Regions from separate parts of the Danio rerio genome. Here regions 2 and 3 are each linked to region 1. A link is a contact called in public HiCAR-type data. All regions are on one chromosome and are shown on one strand. The core of a region is the stretch at or near the end of the contact, and the rest is flanking DNA. Distances in the headings are between cores, read along the strand shown. Region 1 holds the start of irf2bp2a (interferon regulatory factor 2 binding protein 2a). Region 2 overlaps egln1a (egl-9 family hypoxia-inducible factor 1a). Region 3 overlaps LOC100331556 (signal induced proliferation associated 1 like 2).

Evidence for each region. HiCAR-type assays count read pairs that join an accessible place to other places.
Region 2: a HiCAR-type map of caudal fin shows a contact between it and region 1, with 9 times the contacts expected there. The contact joins the enhancer-like site here to the promoter of irf2bp2a in region 1. A contact is called at or near these places in 4 of 18 Hi-C or Micro-C datasets (caudal fin, embryo, hematopoietic stem cells and 1 more) and 2 of 4 datasets of contacts at active chromatin or transcription factors (caudal fin and embryo).
Region 3: a contact with region 1 is called in a HiCAR-type map of caudal fin, with 2.7 times the contacts expected there. The contact joins the enhancer-like site here to the promoter of irf2bp2a in region 1. A contact is called at or near these places in 3 of 18 Hi-C or Micro-C datasets (caudal fin, hematopoietic stem cells and an unstated tissue) and 3 of 4 datasets of contacts at active chromatin or transcription factors (caudal fin, embryo and pancreas).

The regions. Positions count from the first base shown.
Region 1 is chr13:53,263,465-53,266,134 of GRCz12tu, reverse strand. It overlaps irf2bp2a (interferon regulatory factor 2 binding protein 2a), which reads left to right and starts at 1,323. Exons shown (of 2, transcript NM_199981.1): 1 at 1,323-2,274. The coding sequence starts at 1,518. All of the region lies in intron 11 of LOC100331556 (signal induced proliferation associated 1 like 2), which reads right to left. All of the region lies in intron 1 of LOC141377083 (a long non-coding RNA gene), which reads left to right.
Region 2 is chr13:53,034,960-53,037,629 of GRCz12tu, reverse strand. The region is part of intron 5 of egln1a (egl-9 family hypoxia-inducible factor 1a); the gene reads right to left. The region is part of intron 11 of LOC100331556 (signal induced proliferation associated 1 like 2); the gene reads right to left. Among named protein-coding and RNA genes, the nearest start is that of egln1a, 38 kb to the right of the region's middle. Within about 2 kb of position 1,314, at least 6 of the 62 cell types and tissues checked have an H3K27ac peak or open chromatin away from gene starts, as enhancers often do. A contact at or near this core is called in caudal fin, where this site is marked.
Region 3 is chr13:53,118,443-53,121,112 of GRCz12tu, reverse strand. The region is part of intron 11 of LOC100331556 (signal induced proliferation associated 1 like 2); the gene reads right to left. LOC103912043 (a long non-coding RNA gene) reads left to right here. Exons shown (of 5, transcript XR_012388999.1): 3 at 1,676-1,811. Among named protein-coding and RNA genes, the nearest start is that of egln1a, 120 kb to the right of the region's middle. Within about 2 kb of position 1,317, at least 50 of the 62 cell types and tissues checked have an H3K27ac peak or open chromatin away from gene starts, as enhancers often do. A contact at or near this core is called in caudal fin and pancreas, where this site is marked.

The DNA of each region.
Region 1 (2,670 bases), core at 74-2,573:
TGTGAAAAATTCCACGCTCCATTAATCGTCGTTTGGGAAATATTTAAAGGAGAAGCAGGAGGCTGAATAATGGTGACTTCAACTGTACATGCGCTCTGGCTGCGGGCCAACAGATTTGCTGTTGGTTGAGAAGGGCGAGGCGAGCTGTGGGTACGTGACTAAACATCTCGCTTCCTCTTTTTAACGTCACGAGGGCTTGCACAAACACATCCTGCCTTGTGTCTGCAGATTTCAGACGCATTGCTTCACCCATAGAGCCCTGGAGCTGCACTCAGCTGGAACCAATCCAACACAGAAAAGGGAAGGACCTACAACGCTATTTGTTGGTTCTTCTCCCACTGTGGACTTTGTGTACTCAGTGACCAGACAGGATCATATAACCTGTAGAACCACGATCAGAAAAGCAGAGTGTGTGTGTGTGTGTGTGTGTGTGTGTGTGTGTGTGTGTGTGTGTGTGTGTGTGTGTGTGTGTGTGTGTGTGTTCAGTGTGGGGATTAATGAAAGCTTGAATGTGTGATTTCACAAGTGTGATGAAATGTAATGTACAGTACATGCCCAGGGCTTTTATTATTGTGGGTTGATGTGTGGTGATTTTGTGCACTTCAGAAGGGGAATGTGGGGGGAGATCCAGATATATTTGACTTTAATACATGGACATAAACTCATCTGAATTTACTTTACACCAGCAAGAGGTGAAATATTAATACAAGTTAGTAAAAATGTTTACATTATAAATAATGAACTCATTATTTAAACTATTTTTATTTAATCCAAATCAACTCTGGCCCACTATAAAGGTCTAATGCTCGGACAAAGAAGTAAATAAATAACCAGACCTTTTGTCCCAGTCGTTCGTGATTAATAAATGTTTCATGAAGCGCTTTGTAACCGACGACAGAAAGTGTATATCCACACTAACAGTCCCGTGCCAGTAAATGAGTTTCCTCATATTATTTTCCATGTTTTCCCCGATGTCAGGAACCGTGTTCGGCTTTAAAGAGTAGATGTGACCGCTCGCCGTTCCCTCCGGCGTGAAAGAGTCTGGCTGATTTGCATATAAGCTCCTCGTACGTCAGCGCGTTTAAAGAGAACTTTCGACTCTCGGAGATGTGTGTGTGTGTGTGTGTGTGTGTTTTCTTCTCTTCTTTTTTTCCAGCTCGTCTCTGATATCGAAAGCTCTCCGCGTCGCAGCTCTGGCCTGGATTCAGCACAGTTAAATAAAGGCAGCGCGCGCGGGAGGGAGGGGGAGCCGACAGCGCATGCGCCGCAGGGGCTGTTCTGTCGAAGAATCAAGTAAATAGACGCGGAGCGGCGGTGACGTCACTGCTCCACATTGAGCTCCAGCCTGGCCGCGGTAGTAGTGAGTGAGAGAGACCGAGCGCGCGTCGTAGTAAAGCACGCTACTATGAAGTTCTGTTTGTAACTTAATTATTACTTGCGCTACCTTGTTTTTCCCCAGCATCATTCCACACAGGATTGTGCCGTATTTCGGAGGGTTTTTCGCCCGAGAGAGAGCGATGTCGTCCGCGGCGGTTGCTGCTTCGAGGAGGCAGTCGTGTTATTTATGTGACTTGCCCCGCATGCCGTGGGCTATGATCTGGGATTTTACCGAGCCCGTTTGCAGAGGATGTGTCAACTACGAAGGAGCCGACAGGATCGAGTTTGTCATTGAAACAGCCCGGCAGCTCAAAAGAGCGCATGGATTTCAGGACGGCAGACCGGCGGGGCCGGGCAAACAGTTACCGGGGAAGGAGATCCACGCGTCGGGAGACCCGGGCTCGCGCCCGCCGCAGCCGCTGGATCGCTACCCGCTCTCCTCAGAGCGTCCGCCCAGATTGGGAGCCGAGTATCAGTCTGCGAGACAGGCGAACGGCATCCCAGTGCCTAACGGATTCTCAAAACCCGACGATCCTCCGGAGCTCAACCGCCAGAGCCCGAACCCGCGCAGGACTAGCGGCGTGCCGCCCAATTTAGTGCCTTTAGTGAACGGCAGCATGGCGCACGCGATGAACGGCAGACCGGGGCAGATGTCAGATCTCGGAGGGAATAAGCGACCGGCGTCGGTCTCCAGCACGGAGCACGACAAGGACAAGCACAGACCGGACAGCCTGACGCCGGAGATCAGCGACGGCCACAAGACGCGCGCCGACGACTGGCTCAACAAGAACAAAACCGTGCGGGAGCTGATGACGCTCAACCCGTACGACGGCAGATTCAAGAAGGAGCACATGCAGCAGAGGGTCATGTACGAGACTGGTCCTGCATCCAAATCAGGTATGCTATTATTTGTGTTCAGGCGTGCTGCATTTATTTGTTTTTAAAGCTGGATAGACGTAGAAAGGATCAATAACAGTGACTATTTAGTGTACAACCTAGGTGTGTGTTCTTTATTGCAAGCTGGATGGACTGGAGATTAAAGCAGATCTGATTAACTTGTGTGTGTTTATTCACACATGCAGTGCAGTGCTAGCTTTGAATGAGAGCTCTATGGCATGAGTCAGCTGCGAGAGCAGAAAATTTCCGCTGATCAAAGCTCAACGTGTGTTTGCATGTGGTGCATTTGCAGGCAGCCTCATTGTTGCGTCTGGCACTACAATGCATCACTGCGTCTGCCACATTGTTATTGCATAAAGGCGGCTTTGTGCAGCTCATTCATGCAAGCTCCTGCTC
Region 2 (2,670 bases), core at 65-2,564, 230 kb after region 1:
ACAGTAACAGTGTTGACGGTAAAAGAGCTGACGGTAACAGAGCTGACGGTAACAGAGTTGACGGTAACAGAGTTGACGGTAACAGAGTTGACGGTAACAGAGCTGACGGTAACAGAGCTGACGGTAACAGAGCTGACGGTAACAGAGTTGACAGTAACAGAGTTGACGATAACAGAGCTGACGGTAACAGTTGAAGATAACAGAGTTGATGGTAACAGTTGATGGTAACAGTTGACGATAACAGAATTTACAGTTACAAAGTTATCAAGTAGCAGATTAGACACTTTTTACTATTTTGTGCATTATCTAACGATGCTAACCTCAAACGAGACAAGGCATGTCTAAAATAAAATTGTATGTATTTTCATCATGTTATTTGGACGTCACATTTGTTGATTATCATTCCAGTTTAAGGAAAATGAATAGAAAATGTTTGTGTACCTTAAGTGTCTGAAAACATTGCATTAATTTTGCGATAAAGCATGTTAAAGTGATATTTCAGTTCACCCAATAATTAAAACACACTCACTATTTACTCTCCATCAACTGGTTCCAAACCTTTAAGACTTTCTTTATTCAGTTAAACACAAGAGAAGATGGAAGCTGAAAACCTGTATTCTTTTGTGTTCAACAGAATAAATAAACTCAAACAGTTTTGGAACAAATTAGTAAATGACAGAAATTTCAGTTTTGTATGAACTACCCCTTTAATGTTGCTAAAAATGTGGGAATATCCGTCCTGTGTGAACATTAGTAAAACTCAATAAAGAGCCGCAGGCTGACTTCAACTTTGACCCACTTCTGAAGGATTTCACTGGGTTTGTTCTGGTTTACTCAGACTTTTAATCGAAGTTCAACTGAAGTGATCTTTAAGAGACAGTTTACCCAAAACTTTCAATATTATTTTATGAACTTTCATGAATGTCTTTCTTGTGTTGAACACAAAACAAGATATTCTGAAGAATGTATAGATACAAGCAGCCGATGACATCTATAGTAGACCAAACAGAAGTCAATGGCAGTCATTTCCCCACAACATTCAGCATTCAATATCTTTATCTGTATTTAAAAATAATAACAGGTTGGAAGGGTGATTAAATGGTGACAGAGTTTTTCTTTTAGGGTGAACTGTCCCTTTAAAACTCATATTTAATTCAGTTTATCTTGAGTTTGACAATAAATCTAAAATATATTCATGAAAATGTTGGGAATCGAACTGGTATTGAAAGGAATTTTCCTAAAATCATCACCAGTATTTGTCATGCAGGCCTGATATTGATTTTAAACTCAGATCAACATTGCCCCCTAGTGCACGACTCTGGTCATTATTAGTAAACAGAAAGCTGACTGTGCAAATCTCGCATTTCAATGAATTTATTGTATTGTCAGATTTGGTTGTTGAATCACAGTCAGTCACGTCTTTAAATTATTCACATTTTGCACATAGACATTAATGTTATTTTTTTAGGTTATTTGTGTATTTATGTACTTTGTATAATTTCTGTTTATCATTAAATATTTGTCCACCTGTAAATATGTTTTGATTTATGAATAATTATCTGTTTGTAAATAGTTATTTGAGAGCGTAATATTATTTGTATTGAAAGTAGTAAACAAATTATTTATAAATGTTTATGTATAAATGTCTATTTACAAATATTTGTTTATATATATATATATATATATATATATATATATATATATATATACATACATATACATATACATATATATATATATTCTTGAAATTTTTTTTCGCCAAATATTTATTTATTTATATGTTTGTAAATAATTATTTGAGATCATTTGAAATGGAAAACATATATAATAATAATTTAAAAATATATATTAAAAATATTTTATAAATGGCAACCTACAAATATTTAGCCCATTTGTTTTTTAAATATTTGTTTATTTATCTATTTGTTAATATATTTGAGATAGTTTAGTGTTGAAAAATATTTGTCTTGAATATAATATAATTATGCATGTATGTTTATCTATAAATTTACATTTCTTTACAGATATATTTTAATTATCTGTTTCTCAATATATTTGAGATAGCTTTAGAGAGTAAAAGTATTTATCTTGAAAATAATTTTTTTTTAAAGAAGTTTATCTATATACATTTAGCTTATCTTTTCCTATAAAATATTTGCTAAATCATCGGTGTGTTAATAATTATTTGAGATAATTTGAATTGGAAAACAAACATAATATAATATAATATAATATAATATAATATAATATAATATAATATAATATAATATAATATAATATAATATAATAATGCATATATGTTTATATAAATATGCATTTATTTACAAATATTTGTTTACATGTATAATTGAAATATTCTCTGTAGACTGGTCTGTTTTGTTTAGTTGCAATTTTTTTTCCCAAGTGATGTATAACAGAGCAAAGTAATGTTTCAAAGCATTTTTATCTCTCTATATATATGGAAAATAATAAAAAATCTAAAATCGCTCTGGTTAATATTATTATAGATTTTTCTCTCGATTGTCTACAGTAGGGGTGACCAGGATCTACCTTCCTGCATATTTCAGTTGCAACCCATATCAAACACACCTGCCTGTAATTATCAAGTGCTGTTCAGGTCCTAGTTAATTGGTTCAGGTGTGTTTGATCAGGGTTGGAGCTGAGCTCTGT
Region 3 (2,670 bases), core at 68-2,567, 150 kb after region 1:
CTGTTGAGCTACAAAAAAGCAAACTGAAATTAAATGTTTTAATTAAATGTTGTGAATGAATCAGATTAAATAAATAAAAAAAATAAAATAAATAAATACAGTCACTTGATGGATAGCGAACATTGCAGAAGACATTAGCAAGCGACGAGGTAAAGTGTGTTTTTTAGTGTTATCAATGGGATCGTTCATGTTTTTTAGTGTCAGACATTCATTCATGATAAAATCTACAACAAATGTATCATTATTAATACAATTAAAGTATTTTAAATGTAATGAATTATAGTATTAATTAAATTATATAATGAATTATTATAATAAATTAGGAAATTATATTGACAACTTTACAGTTTGGTAAATTTACCTCCAGCCAACCACCTGCAAAAGTTTGGGCACCCCTGTCCTAGAGAAATGAAATATTAAATGAGAAAACAGTGGGCGTGGCTTTTTTTTTTTTTTTCTGCAAGCTGATTGGATGTAGTGAAGTAGGCATTTCATTCAGAAAGATGGAGAAAAGGGTTTGGGGAGAGAGTTATTACAGCCTAACCAGCCTGATCTCATGTGGAAATTTAAGTATTTTACGTTTTGTCAGTTTAGTGGTTAATTTATATGAATTCGTAAGACTAAAATGTACGATTTTAAAAAGGAGGCGTGGCACCCAACCCCACCCTTACCCCAACCGTCATTGGGTGATGAGCAAATCGTACTAAATTGTACGCATTAGATTGTACGAATTCATACGAATTAGCCACTAAATCAAAAAGTTACGAATTGCCGCGAGATTGCGTTGGCCTAACAGATCCCTCCTGCTCACCATTTTTGTTTGTTGTCAAAACTGACAGCTGGAGGGGCGTGGTTAAGTATGTTAGCCATGCCCACTACCTCAGACATACCTAGGCCCTATCCCAATTCCACCTCTTAGCCCTTCCCCTTACCCCTACCCCTGGTTTGCGTGTTCATGTCAAGGGGTAGGGGTGTCCCAATTCTCTTTAACTTAAAGGCGTAGGGCTGAGGGGAAGGGGTAGAAAAATAGAAATGGGACTGGGCCCTAATCTGAGAGTTGAAACAAGCAGGAAGTGCATTTTCAGATTTCTATTTAAGATTACAAGGGCAAACCATTAATTTTTTCATCATGACATGCACAGATGAATTGTTCAGCACAAAACTAGCCATGTGCGCTGACTAAATCAATATGGTTAGTTTTGATTTCATGTGTACTTTAAATAAGTAGTTTAAACAAGCAGGGGGTTTGCCTGCCCCTCCCAACCGCCTGCACACTGCAGGCTTTTCACGGTCGCATGGGTGTCCTCTCTCTCTCTCTTTCTCATATTCCAGTCACGAACGCCTCTTCCCCTCCACCCCTCTGTGCACTGTCAGGTCACCCGCTTGTTTGTTCAGATGGAAATGTAGAGGAAATGAAACGAATGCTCTGAGCTGGGCTTAACCCTTCGCTGAGATCAGCCGTCTGTCCGACAGAATAACCCACATCTAATAATAACACGCGCACACACACCCCCCCCACTGCACTGCTTTGTCAACATTCACGCAGTTGACCTTGTTTGCTTGTGTTTCTGGCCTCATTGTGAAGGCATTTCAAAGAAACAGAGTCGTTTGTACTCGTAATCTTTCATCAGAATAACAACGTGATAATCTGATCGGCTGCTACTTTCCATTTCAGCTGACTTCATCAAGATCAAGGCATGGGTGGGGAAAAGACAAGATCATGTGAGGATCGAGGGATCAAGGGTGACGGTTTGGATGGTGGAGCAGTTTGCCCCTGCTGGCCGGTGCTGGAACTGCACATTAAACCATGAGTAAACATAAGAATGGTTTTGCATTATTTCTGTGCATCATTTAATTGAATATATTTTGCTCTTGTTTTTCAGACTGTTGGAATTAAATTATTATTTAATTAATTTAATTAATTCATTTATATATTGGCTGAATATTCGGTTCCACTCAAATTCAGACCAAATAAACTTGTATATCCAGTGCAGGCTCGTAGCCAGGGGTGGTTTGTGTGGTTTGAAAGACCCACTCCTCACTGACAAAGGTCCAGATTTTGTATTTTGACTGCTGCACCTTTAGAAATAGTGAAAAAACCCATTGAAAAAGGCTTAAAGAGTAAGCGGAATCCTCTGTCGGCTGTCACTTCAGTGTGACTTTAGCTAAACAGTTTTGGCCAATGCTAACTATTATTCTTCATGAGTCCAGCAATCTGCCTAAAGGGAAGTCATCTTTCACGCATGTCTTGTTGTTAAATAGAAAAAAAAACATTCAATAAATAACTTTTATTGTAAATCTTGGACCTTATTCCTGAAATAAAAATGAGCAGTAAAAGGTGTGAAGCACCAAAAGCGGGCCATATTAAGTTAATTTTTAATTCTATTGTTGACTATTGTTGTTGTCATCTCTCAATTTTCAAATGTACTTCTTTTATTTTTTTGACATGATAGGCTAGAACAAGCGTGAAGCTCTATATTATTATTAAGGTTATTATTATGTTTTAATTATTCAAATGAACACATTCTGACTGAGGAGAGCTGAATGCGCTGCTCAGTGTGTTATCTGCCTGAATGACAGCAGGCTGCAGTGTTTCATTTAAAACTTTACAGATTCTTATTTTTTACTAATGACATATGATGTAATAAATGTAGTAATGAAAAAGTTGAA